Linked DNA regions of Mus musculus: region 1 is linked to region 2. The links are chromatin contacts, called in public Hi-C maps. All regions are on one chromosome and are shown on one strand. Each heading gives the region's core, a stretch centred on a gene start, on an enhancer-like site or on the middle of the called end of the contact. The rest is flanking DNA. Distances are from core to core; before and after follow the strand shown. Region 1 holds the start of Fam234a (family with sequence similarity 234, member A). Region 2 overlaps Axin1 (axin 1).

The links. Hi-C and Micro-C count contacts between places; a contact is called where the count stands out from the background.
Region 1: a Hi-C map of cortical neurons shows a contact between it and region 2, with 1.7 times the contacts expected there. The contact joins the promoter of Fam234a here to the enhancer-like site in region 2. A contact is called at or near these places in 5 of 39 promoter capture datasets (the 3T3-L1 cell line, frontonasal cranial neural crest, macrophages and 2 more), 18 of 484 Hi-C or Micro-C datasets (8-cell embryo, the HPC-7 cell line, cortical neurons and 10 more), 8 of 115 datasets of contacts at active chromatin or transcription factors (the HPC-7 cell line, the SCID.adh cell line, bone marrow-derived macrophages and 1 more) and 3 of 9 other capture datasets (adipose tissue, liver and pancreatic islet).

Annotation. Positions count from the first base shown.
Region 1 is chr17:26,241,710-26,247,082 of GRCm38.p6, reverse strand. It overlaps Fam234a (family with sequence similarity 234, member A), which reads left to right and starts at 2,841. Exons shown (of 13, transcript NM_001206335.1): 1 at 2,841-3,077.
Region 2 is chr17:26,179,898-26,184,964 of GRCm38.p6, reverse strand. It overlaps Axin1 (axin 1), which reads right to left. Exons shown (of 11, transcript NM_009733.2): 4 at 2,379-2,475; 5 at 651-788. Among named protein-coding and RNA genes, the nearest start is that of Pdia2, 17 kb to the left of the region's middle. Within about 2 kb of position 3,519, at least 5 of the 459 cell types and tissues checked have an H3K27ac peak or open chromatin away from gene starts, as enhancers often do. A contact at or near this core is called in cortical neurons, where this site is marked.

The DNA of each region.
Region 1 (5,373 bases), core at 1,592-4,091, 63 kb before region 2:
CTTTTTTACTTTAACTGATGACAAATATTAATGATTATCCTCAACCTTTCTGCTCAAACAAGTCCCAGGAAGAAAAATTTGGATGGACAGCCCTCCTCCATCTTACATGTGTCTGCTATATCCAAACATCCTTTCACTTGTGTCTGCTTCAGGAAAACAGTCGGTTTTTTGTTTTGTTTTGTTTTGTTTTGTTTTGTTTTTTTAAAGATTTATTTATTGATTATACGTAAGTACACTGTAGCTGTCCTCAGACACTCCAGAAGAGGGAGTCAGATCTCGTTATGGATGGTTGTGAGCCACCATGTGGTTGCTGGGATTTGAACTTCGGACCTTCGGAAGAGCAGTCGGGAGCTCTTACCCACTGAGCCATCTCACTAGCCCTTGTTTTGTTTTTTAAGATTTAACGTATATGAGTACACTGTCACTATACTCGGACACACCAGGAGAGGGCATCAGATCTCATTACAGATGGTTGTGAGCCACCATGTGGTTGCTGGGGATTGAACTCAGGACCTCTAGAAGAACAGTCAGTGCTCTTAACCACTGAGCCATCTCTTCATCCCCCAGTCTTTTTTTTTTTTTTAATGTGTTTGCTTTAGCAAGACATTCTCTCAGCTGGACAGTGGTGGCGCATGCCTTTAATCCCGACACCTGGGAGGCAGAGGCAGGAGGATCTCTGAGTTTGAGGCCAGCCTGGTCTACAGAGTGAGTTCCAGGACACACAGTAATGAGTAATTATCCACAGTAATAAGACTGCACCATCAGCAATAAATAGATTAACAATTTAAAGTGTATTGAGGGTTGGGTCTTATCAGTGACAGTGATAAGAGTGTTTGCCTAACATACACTGGGCCATGGGTTAAGCTCCCATAACCTTCCCCAACCTTCAGATCACTAAGTGTAGTGTTGCAGGCCTATAATCCCACCAAATGATAGAGGCAGGAAAAACAGGAGTTTAAAACTAGCCTTAAATATGTAAAAAAAAATGCAAGGCTGACCTGGGCTAAATAAGAACTCCATCTTAAAGAAGAAGAAGAAGAAGAAGGAGGAGGAGGAGGAGGAGGAGGAGGAGGAGGAGGAGGAGAAGAAGAAGAAGAAGCAGCAGCAGCTAGGGTTGTACCTGAATTGGTAAGGCGCTTATCTACCAACCACAAAGCTCTGAGTTAGATTAACAGCACTATATAAAATCAGTGTAATGGCACACCAAGAGGAAACTTCTAGTTCTTTAGAAAGTTAGCTATGCCAAATGATGGTTTGCTGAGACACACGGATGAAAGGATGTCTTTTTTATTTTTTATTTTTTTCATTTTTCTTGAGACAGGGTTTCTCTGTGTAGCCCTGACTGTCCTGGAACTCACTCTGTAGACCAGGCTGGCCTCAAACTCAGAAATCCGCCTGCCTCTGCCTCCCAAGTGCTGGGATTAAAGGCGTGCGCCACCACTGCCTAGCTGAAAGGATGTCTTGATAAAGCAAACACATAAAAGACTGTTTTCCTGAAGCAGACACAAGTGAAAGGATGCTTGTTGGATATAGCAGACACGTGTAAGGACTCTTGATAAAGGAGTATAAATGTGACCCCACAGACAGTGGGAGAGGAGCACTGAGATTTGGTTTGCTCTGCCTTGCTATTCTTTGCTAAAGACACGCATGTATTTGTTCGCCTTACATAGCATTGTTGAGCTCACCTTGTGGTAACACTGCCATTGAGAGAAATTATCCAAAGAACTGCTTGTGAGGTTCCTATGGCAGCTTGCAGCTTCTGCGGCCTCACATCAGGCTGGTTGGCAAATCTAGAAGTTTCTTCAGGATTTAACTACAGCTGCCTGGTGTCTGCTTGCTGAAAGGACTGGACTGAAGCTGCTGGTTAGTGTCTGGTGTCTGCCCCCCTAGAGGACTGGACTGCAGCTGGTGGTTAGTGTCTGGTGTCTGCCCCCCTAGAGGACTGGTCTGCAGCTGCTGAATTGTACTTGGTGTTTGCTATGGGACTGAACTGCTGCCCAAGAAGATCTAGCTCACCCCTAAAGAATTATTGCTGAACCGGTCCATTTCACCCATATCCTAATAACTTTTCTCTTCCACTGCCTCTGCTGGGTTGTAGGCTAGAGGAGAGGTTGGACCCTTATTAAGAGTAGGTTGCAGCCGGGCATGGTGGCACACGCCTTTAATCTCAGCACTGGAGAGGCAGAGACAGGCAGATTTCTGATTCGAGGCCAGCCTGGTCTACAAAGTGAGCTCCAGGACAACCAGGGCTACACAGAGAAACCCTGTCTCGAAAAACCAAAAAAAAAAAAAAAAAGTAGGTTGCAAAAAATTTATGCCTACTCAGAGAGTAAAAGTCCTTGCCAAGCTATTGTGCAAGCCTGTAACCTAAGTTCGATCCCAAGAACCCACATAAAGGCGAAAGTGAACCAGCTCTACAAAACTGTCCTCTGATCTTCCCTTTCTGTCGTAGTGTGTGTCTCTATGTGCCTGCGTGTGCACTGAGGAAAGAAAATACCGTGGCCAGTAAGTGATCGGAAAGATACGCAGGCTAGAAAAAAGAAGCCTTAGCATGGGCCTTCTGTCTTGTCTCCATTCATGGATTCCTGGGGTTAGTATGGGAACACCAGGCCTAAGCCATCACAGCATTATCATGCCAAAATGCTCCTGCACAAACAGGCTCTCTGCTCGAAAAGGGCAACACTGGACACAGTGGCCGTGTTGCTAAGCAACCGACTCAGTCAACAGAACGGAATCGCTGTGGTACGCCCCTTCCGCTGGCAGGAAGTGACGCACAGTTCAGGTGGGCCGAACTAAGGGGGGGGGTCACAGCCTCTCTGGGGCGGGGCCTACTGCGGGGCGGGCCTCCTGGGTGGGCCCAGTGGGGGCGTGGCACGCTGCCCTCGGGGCCGGGCGGACCGGGGTGCGCCGGGGAGGGGCGCTGCTGTCCGGCGTAGTCTGTACTCCTGTTCAGCCGCTGTCCTCCCGGGAACCTTGGGGATGTGGATCCCGGATTCCAGGGACCGCAGTTGAGCCAGCCTCGCCAGTCCTGTACCACTTGCTGAGGAGCAGGATCTCGCGGACAGGTCCGAGAGCAGGTCAGGATCGGACTAGGTAACTCTTAACGCGCGAGCTGGTTCCGGCCAAAGCCGTCTGCGTTCGATCGCCCGGAGCTAGTGGGGGCCAGGAGCGGGTCCCGCCTCCACTTGCAGCTCACAGCTAAGGTCGGCCCCGCCTGAGCTCCCAGAGTAGCAGTGCACAGGGCCTGGCACCCTCAAGCGTGCTCAACTTGGCCAAACAAATCTCTGCTCCGTCGTGTCTGTTCCCTGGAGGGCGCTGTGGTGACCCGGAGCGACAGGGGTTGACCTACCAGAGGAACTTTGTGCTCCGGTGGACATGTTCCTTAAATCCTAACGCTCTTTGGGCCCCGTGTGTTTAGTATCAGTGAGAATCAGTTCATGTTCTTCAAGTTCAGGCCCAAGGCAGTGAGGTGGGTACGGTCAGGAGTGGTTGGTGATGGGGTTGTCTTCATATTCCACCCTCACAGTTCTAATGTTCTTTTAAGGCCACCACCGCCTCCTGCTGCCTTGAACTGGAAGCAATCTTCCTGCCTCATTACACCGAGCTGTCTGTTTCTTCTCTGTACTGGCGTTTTTTCTTACTCCTTCCATTGCCTCCTTGTATTCCTTATATGTTGCTTTATAACAAACAAGAAGTTTATTGGTTTATCCTAGCAATCTTTATCCTAGGTGTGGTGGTGGATTTCTGTAATCCCAGAAGTTGAGGCTGAGACATATGAATTTGGAGTTTGAGATAAGCCTGGGCTACAATATGCGGTCTTCCCCAAATGCACAAAATAAAACAACCTTTATTAGTCAACACTTTCTGTGGGTAGGGAATCAGTCTACCTGGGTGATGATGGCCCAGTAACTCTCGCCAAGTTGGGGGATCCAAATCCAAGATAGTGGACTCAAAAGACCAGTGGCAGGAGTCCTCATTGTTTTCTGTTGGTATCTGCCTTCCCTCAGAAGAGTTATCTGTAAGGGAAGTGGGGCGATAGGGAGTGATAGAAACCACTGTCATTATGACCCAGTTTGCAAAGTCTAACTCCCCCCTCCACATTCTTTTTGTATTACTAGGTACATAGGAGGTGGGTACAGCAGAGCTTATGAAATGAGTGTGTGCATGCAAGAGTGAGTGTAGGTGTAGTGTGTCAAGGACAGTGACCTGTAGGGGCTCTCCCTCCTCTATATGGGTTCCAGAGAATCCTCTTGTCACAAGTCTTCCAGTGGTGGAATTTTGTGTCACCATCCCAGAACCCTACTAACCGACCTAGCACCCCAGCTCCTCACCTCCCCAGCTCCCCAACTCTCTTTTGGGAATGGAGTTTTTTGAGACAAATTTTGCTTTTATCCCTGGCTGGCCTGGAACTCATGGTATAGACCAGGCTGGCCTCAAACCAGAGGTGAGCCTCTTTGCTCTTTCAAGTACTAGGGTCTCAGATATATGCTACCAAGTCCAGCTTGTGAATGTTATGTTTTTTTTCTAGAATTTATGTGTATAACTCTGTTGCCTGGAAAAGAGAGAGAGAGAAGAGAGAGAATGTGAGTGAGTGAGAGAGAGAGAGAGAGAGTGTGTATGCACACACCATGGGAATGCCTGGTGCCCATGGAGGTTAGAACAGGGTGTTGGATCCTCCAGAACTGGAGTTACAGATGGTTGTGAGCCACCGCGTGAGTGCTGGGGACTGAACCTGTGAACCAGCTTGCCAGCCCCTTGTGATTATATTTTAAAATCCTGCTACTGACCATGCCTGTGGGGGAAGGGTGCCTACTCCCTGTAATTACAGCACAAGTTTCCACATCGCATTCACATGAGCTTTAGCTTTGTGAGAATGACTGGGGCTTTTCCCAGGGAAGGGAAGCATTCAGCACCCCAGCATGACGTTGGACACTTGGAAGAGCAGACTTCCCTGTAGAAAATGGAACTAGGTAGCTGGGTGTGGTGGCACACGTCTTTAATCCCAGCACTCGGGAGGCAGAGGCAGGTGGATTTCTGAGTTCAAGGCCAGCCTGGTCTACAAAGTGAGTTCCAGGACAGCCAGGGCTATACAGAGAAACCCTGTCTCAAAAAGCCAAAAACCAAAAAAAAAAAAAAAAAAAAGAAAGAAAAAGAAAATGGAACTAGGACTGGCGAGATGGCTCACTGACTGCTATTCCAGAGGTCCTGAGTTCAATTCCCAGCAACCACATGGTGTCTCACAACCATCTGTAATGGGATCTGATGCCCTCTTCTGGGGTGTCTGAGGAGAGCAACAGTGTACTTACATATAAATGAAATAAGTAAATCTTTTAAAGAAAGAGAGAGAGAAAGAAAGAAAGAACTAATCTTCCA
Region 2 (5,067 bases), core at 2,270-4,769:
ACACACACACACACACACACACACACACACACACACACTGGTTTCTCAGCCAGGTGGTGGCAGCACATCCTTTAATCCCAGCTCTTGGGAGACAGAAACAGCTAGGTATCTAAGTTCGAGGCCAGCCTAGTCTACAGAGTGAGTTCCAGGACAGCCAGGGCTACACAGAGAAACCCTGTCTCAAAACAACAACAAACCCAACAAACAAAAAGCAGTAGTTTCTCAATGAACCAAAATGAGCTCCAAGGGGGCCACTATAGGCACTGCAGTCTATAGTGTCCCCTACGTGAACAAGAAAGGACCTGCACCTGCCCAGCTTTCACAGCAGGGCCCCCACAGCTCAGTTCCTGCTACTTGCCAAGGCTAGGCATTTTGTCAGTTCCTGTCTTCTTCAAATGTTGGGAATCTTGGGAGCTTCCTCCCAGGCATCTCCTGCTGGGAAAAGGGATTGCTAGAGGTAAGCACTAAGCTCAGTTAGTGGTAAAAGAGCCAGAACAAGGTGTAGAAGACGAAGGAAGGAAGGCAGGCCAGAGGAGATCAGTGACAGCAGGCTGAACAGAGCACCTCAGAACGGAAGCTTCCCTACATGGAGGGCTTGTGAGCCATGGAAACAGTGGCCGGAACATGACCCTAGCACACAGTTCACTCACCATGCGTACACGCTTCAGCCGTTCCTCCAACTTTTCTTCAGCCTCTCGAGTGCGCTGGACAGCCTCTAGACGGTGAATAAGCTCTTCAGCAAATTTCTGTGGCTCTACCCGGATCTCCTTTGGCATTCGGTAAGTGCGCTGTGGAGAAATACAGCAGTCAGCAGATAGAGCATTTCTTACTGAGCAGCACAGTAACAGCCTGCTAGTGAGTGACAGGGAAACTGCAACTTACTTTTTTTAAAGTTCTATATATTTATTTTAAGTATGAGTGCTTTATCTGTGTGCCAGAAGAAGATATTAGATCCCATTATAGATGGTTGTGAGCCACCATGAGGTTGATGAGAATTGAACTCAGGACCTCTGGAAGAATAACCAATACTCTTAATCTCTGAGCCATCTCTCCAGCCCTACTTAAAGCTTTTTGAAAGCAGTTGTTTACTGTTCCCTTTTACTGGGACACTAGCATTCTTACTGACCCCTCTTCTCTTTCACTGACCTGAGCACTGACTTGAAGATGTAGGCTGCTCCCTAGCCATTCATAATTACATTCCTGGAGGCCTGGGCAGGGTCCTGGTAATGCACAGGCTGTGGCACCGAGTGTTCATGTGCACAGACACCCAAACAGGTGATGGCCAAAGCCTTCGCCAGCATGCTCTACACTGAATACTCCCAGCTCGTCACAGAGAAACATTCATGACACAGGCAGGGAACAGCTCAGTGCAAACAGCACTGGGAACATAGGATCAAGATGAGTCAGCACAGCACTGGTCACTAGAAGCTCCTAGGGGAACTTGTGCTCCTGGAACAGCCATGCACTCCCCAGGCTTACACCTCTTCAAACGAAATAATGGAGCAGTGCCTGGTCCTGAGGTACGGCTGAGTTTAAGCAGGGTGGGACTATACTCAGGAGGGTGGAACTCTCAGCTCTGTCACAGTGACAGGAGACAAAAAAATTCATGATACACAGAACAAACATCATCTTCTAACGACAAATGTCTATTTCCTAAAACTGAAGATGCAGTCAAAGAGCTGAAAGATTCTAACTAAGAAATTATTCCGGGCATGGTGGCCCACGCCTTTAATCCCAGCACTCGGGAGGCAGAGGCAGAGGCAGGCAGATTTCTGAGTTCGTGGCTAGCCTGGTCTACAAAGTGAGTTCCAGGACAGCCAGGATTATACAGAGAAACCTTGTCTCAAAAAACCAAAAAAAAAAAAAAAAAAAAAGAACACAGGCTCTGTAAACAATATGCAGAGAAGGAGTCATGGGTAGAGGACACTGCCAAGCTCTCTAGAAGTCTTTCTGTCCCAAGTCTATGTGCCAGAAGAAGGAATGACTGTTCTGTGTCACCAGTGGTAAGTGCTATGCATGCTTGCTCAAACATACAGTCAACAAGCCTTATAGTCCAGACTCAGGAGAAGCTACTATTATCACCCAAGGGGCAAAGCTGGGGCAGCTTCTGACCTAAGATGTTTACATGGCAGTACCCACTGCTCAGCAGAAAAGGCACCCATTTCTTAAACCCTTCAACCCTTACTTCTTAAATCCTATATTATCTACTGGGATGGCTATCTCTCACCCCAACATCACTCAGATTGTCTGCTAAGCCCAGAGATAACCCGTAGTCCTAGGAAGCCTACTAGGTGCATCTCCTACTGGTGCCATGGTAGAAACCAGATAGCTAGGCACCAGGAAAAAAGGCAAGGTACTATTGAATATATGGTACTTACAGGAATGTGAGGTAGAGGTACCCGCCCATTGACTTGGATACTCTCCTGCATCTCCCTTCGGTGCTGCTTACGGATCCTGTATGGGGGGATTCCATCCCTGCATAGACAAAAGATGTAGCCATTAGCTCAAGCAGAAAACAAGGTATACAGCAGAGCATCATATAGTTAGCAGCCCATGGTCACTACTGATAGCAATGATATCCACATTGTAGCAACCCATGTGCATGGAGACATGGAACTACATATACACAGAGACAGATACACTTACATGTACTACATGACATACGCACACAACTCATATATGCTAACAAAGCCCAAGAACTCAACCACGGAATGCTCCTCTACCTACTATTCACTGATCATTTCAGCAAAGATCAGCTGCCCTTTTGTTATGGATCTCTGAGTCTACAAAATCTCAAACTTTGTAGTTAAGAATGATTTTCACACTACAAGAATTTCTCTCTCTCTCTCTCTCTCTCTCACACACACACACACACACACACACAAAATCATGTAGTTTGTGCACGTATATGAGTAAGTACATGTGCTACAGCACATGTGGAGGTCAGACTTCAAGCAAGTGGATTCTAGGGCTTGAATCCAGGTCACTGAGAGCCTGTTAGAAGAGTGAGACAAACATGTAAAGCAAACTAGAAAGAGCCTTCAGAAGCTATAAACCCAAGGACTAAGGCCAAGCAGTTTTTTGCTCATTCAAGACAGATGCTATATCTAACTTAAAACTGCCTAGCCTCCATCCCATAGTGTTAGAAATCCATGGTGTTAGCTGCTCTAGAAATAATAAAAAGACAGGCTGACTAATGAAAGTGCTGGGTGCTCTCACTATAGCTCTCTAGTGACATGAAAACAGGCAGATAGGAGGACTATAATCAATGCTGAATGGGATGTGTTTTTAAATTATCTTATTAATGAAAGATTCCACAGGGCACTTAAGGGATGTGGTCTGTATACCCTGCCCTGGAGAAGGTGGGAAGCCATCAAAGACAGTGGAACCTCAACAATATTACTCTTGGCAGCAGTAAAAGACAGAGCCCCAATCAAGGGATGGTTGCCCCCAGCAACCTGCCCAGGCAGTTGGTGTGCCCAGGCAAGAAGGTAGTATTACAGTGTTTTCCTTTTATAAACATAAAGGGAACAGAGTGTTGAGGAATGGGAATTTAAAATTCCTGTGACTTGGCTTCCCAGGCACTCAGGATAGTAGGTGGCCTAAATCCAATAGCTGAAACCTGTTTCTTCTATACTTAGATTCAACACTTTAAAATCCCCAGCATTTGGGGCTTAGGCTTGTCCTCAAAATCTACATCTAAGGATATGTGACATACTAGGAAAGACCTTGAACACTCGTGTAATCCAACGGTGACTTCAATGTGGGAAACACGTGAGCTACCCACCAGATATGGTCAGACCCACCATTTCATTTCTTTGCCTCAGATGTTTGTTCAAATATAGATGAGAATTTTGTATCCCAAATTCTTAAGTCTCCCAATAAAATCCAAGATGAACAGATTGTCAAAGAAAAATTGCCTAAGCTTGGGTATGTGGCCATAGCTCAGTTGACAGAACGCTTGCCTAGCATGCATGAAGGTGTGTGTCTAAGCTCAGCGCTGCATTAACTGAGGAGAGCGGCAGACGCCCCTGGAAGGCAGGAGACAGCCTTGTTGACATGAAACTCTCTTACCCCTAAAACAAAAGCCATTTACATGAACTTTAACTTTCTCCACTTGGGTAAATGTTTTCTTAAGGAGGCTGGAGGTTGAGTTTCATTGATTCCAGGTGTTGCAACTTGTTGTCTTCTTTTGATGGAGCTGGCAAACACTTTTTAAGTGAGAAGCCACAAAGAACTCCAGAAACTTCAAAAAATTGTTGCTGGAAATGCCAATGTTTAAAGGGTCAAAACTGAAACAAAGCTAAGTGTGGTGGCACAGGTCTTTAATCCCAGCAATAGGGTGGTAGAGGCAGTGGATTCCAAAGTGGAGGCTGGCCTGGTCTACACAGTGAGTTGCAAGCCAGCAAGGGCTTTTAAGATCCTATCTCAAAATTAACTAATTAAAAGACAATGAAATAGACATTCTTCAGATAAAACAAAACCCAAAGAGACAGAGGCTACCCTCATATTATTACCACATGGTTATTGTAGTAGAAAAATGGAACACCCTAATATGTGCCACATGGCACTAGCCAAACTGACTTCTGAGCTGCAGAAGATGTCATGCTTCTTGTTTGCTTTGTTTTGTTTTGTTTTTAAAGACAGGGTTTTTCTGTGTGGAAATCTGGTTGGGCACAATCTATTTTTAAAAGTCAAGTGTTGGAAGAATGGGAAAGGGTAGGCAGAAGAGAAGAACCAGCCACAAAAATGACACATAGTGGGCATGATGGCACATGCTTTTAACCCAGCAATTGGGAGGCAGAGGCAGGCGGATTTCTGAGTTCAAGGCCAGCCTGGTCTACAGAGTGAGTTCCAGAAGTCAGAGCTACACAGAGAAACCCTGTCTCAGAAAACCAAAAAGAAGAGAAGAGAAGAGAAGAGAAGAGAAGAGAAGAGAAGAGAAGAGAAGAGAAGAGAAGAGAAGAGAAGAGAAGGGAGAAATGGGGAAAGGGGGGGAAAGGTCCGCCTGCCTCTGCTTCCTAAGATCTGGGATTAAAGGCATGTACCACTACCACCTAGCTCAAA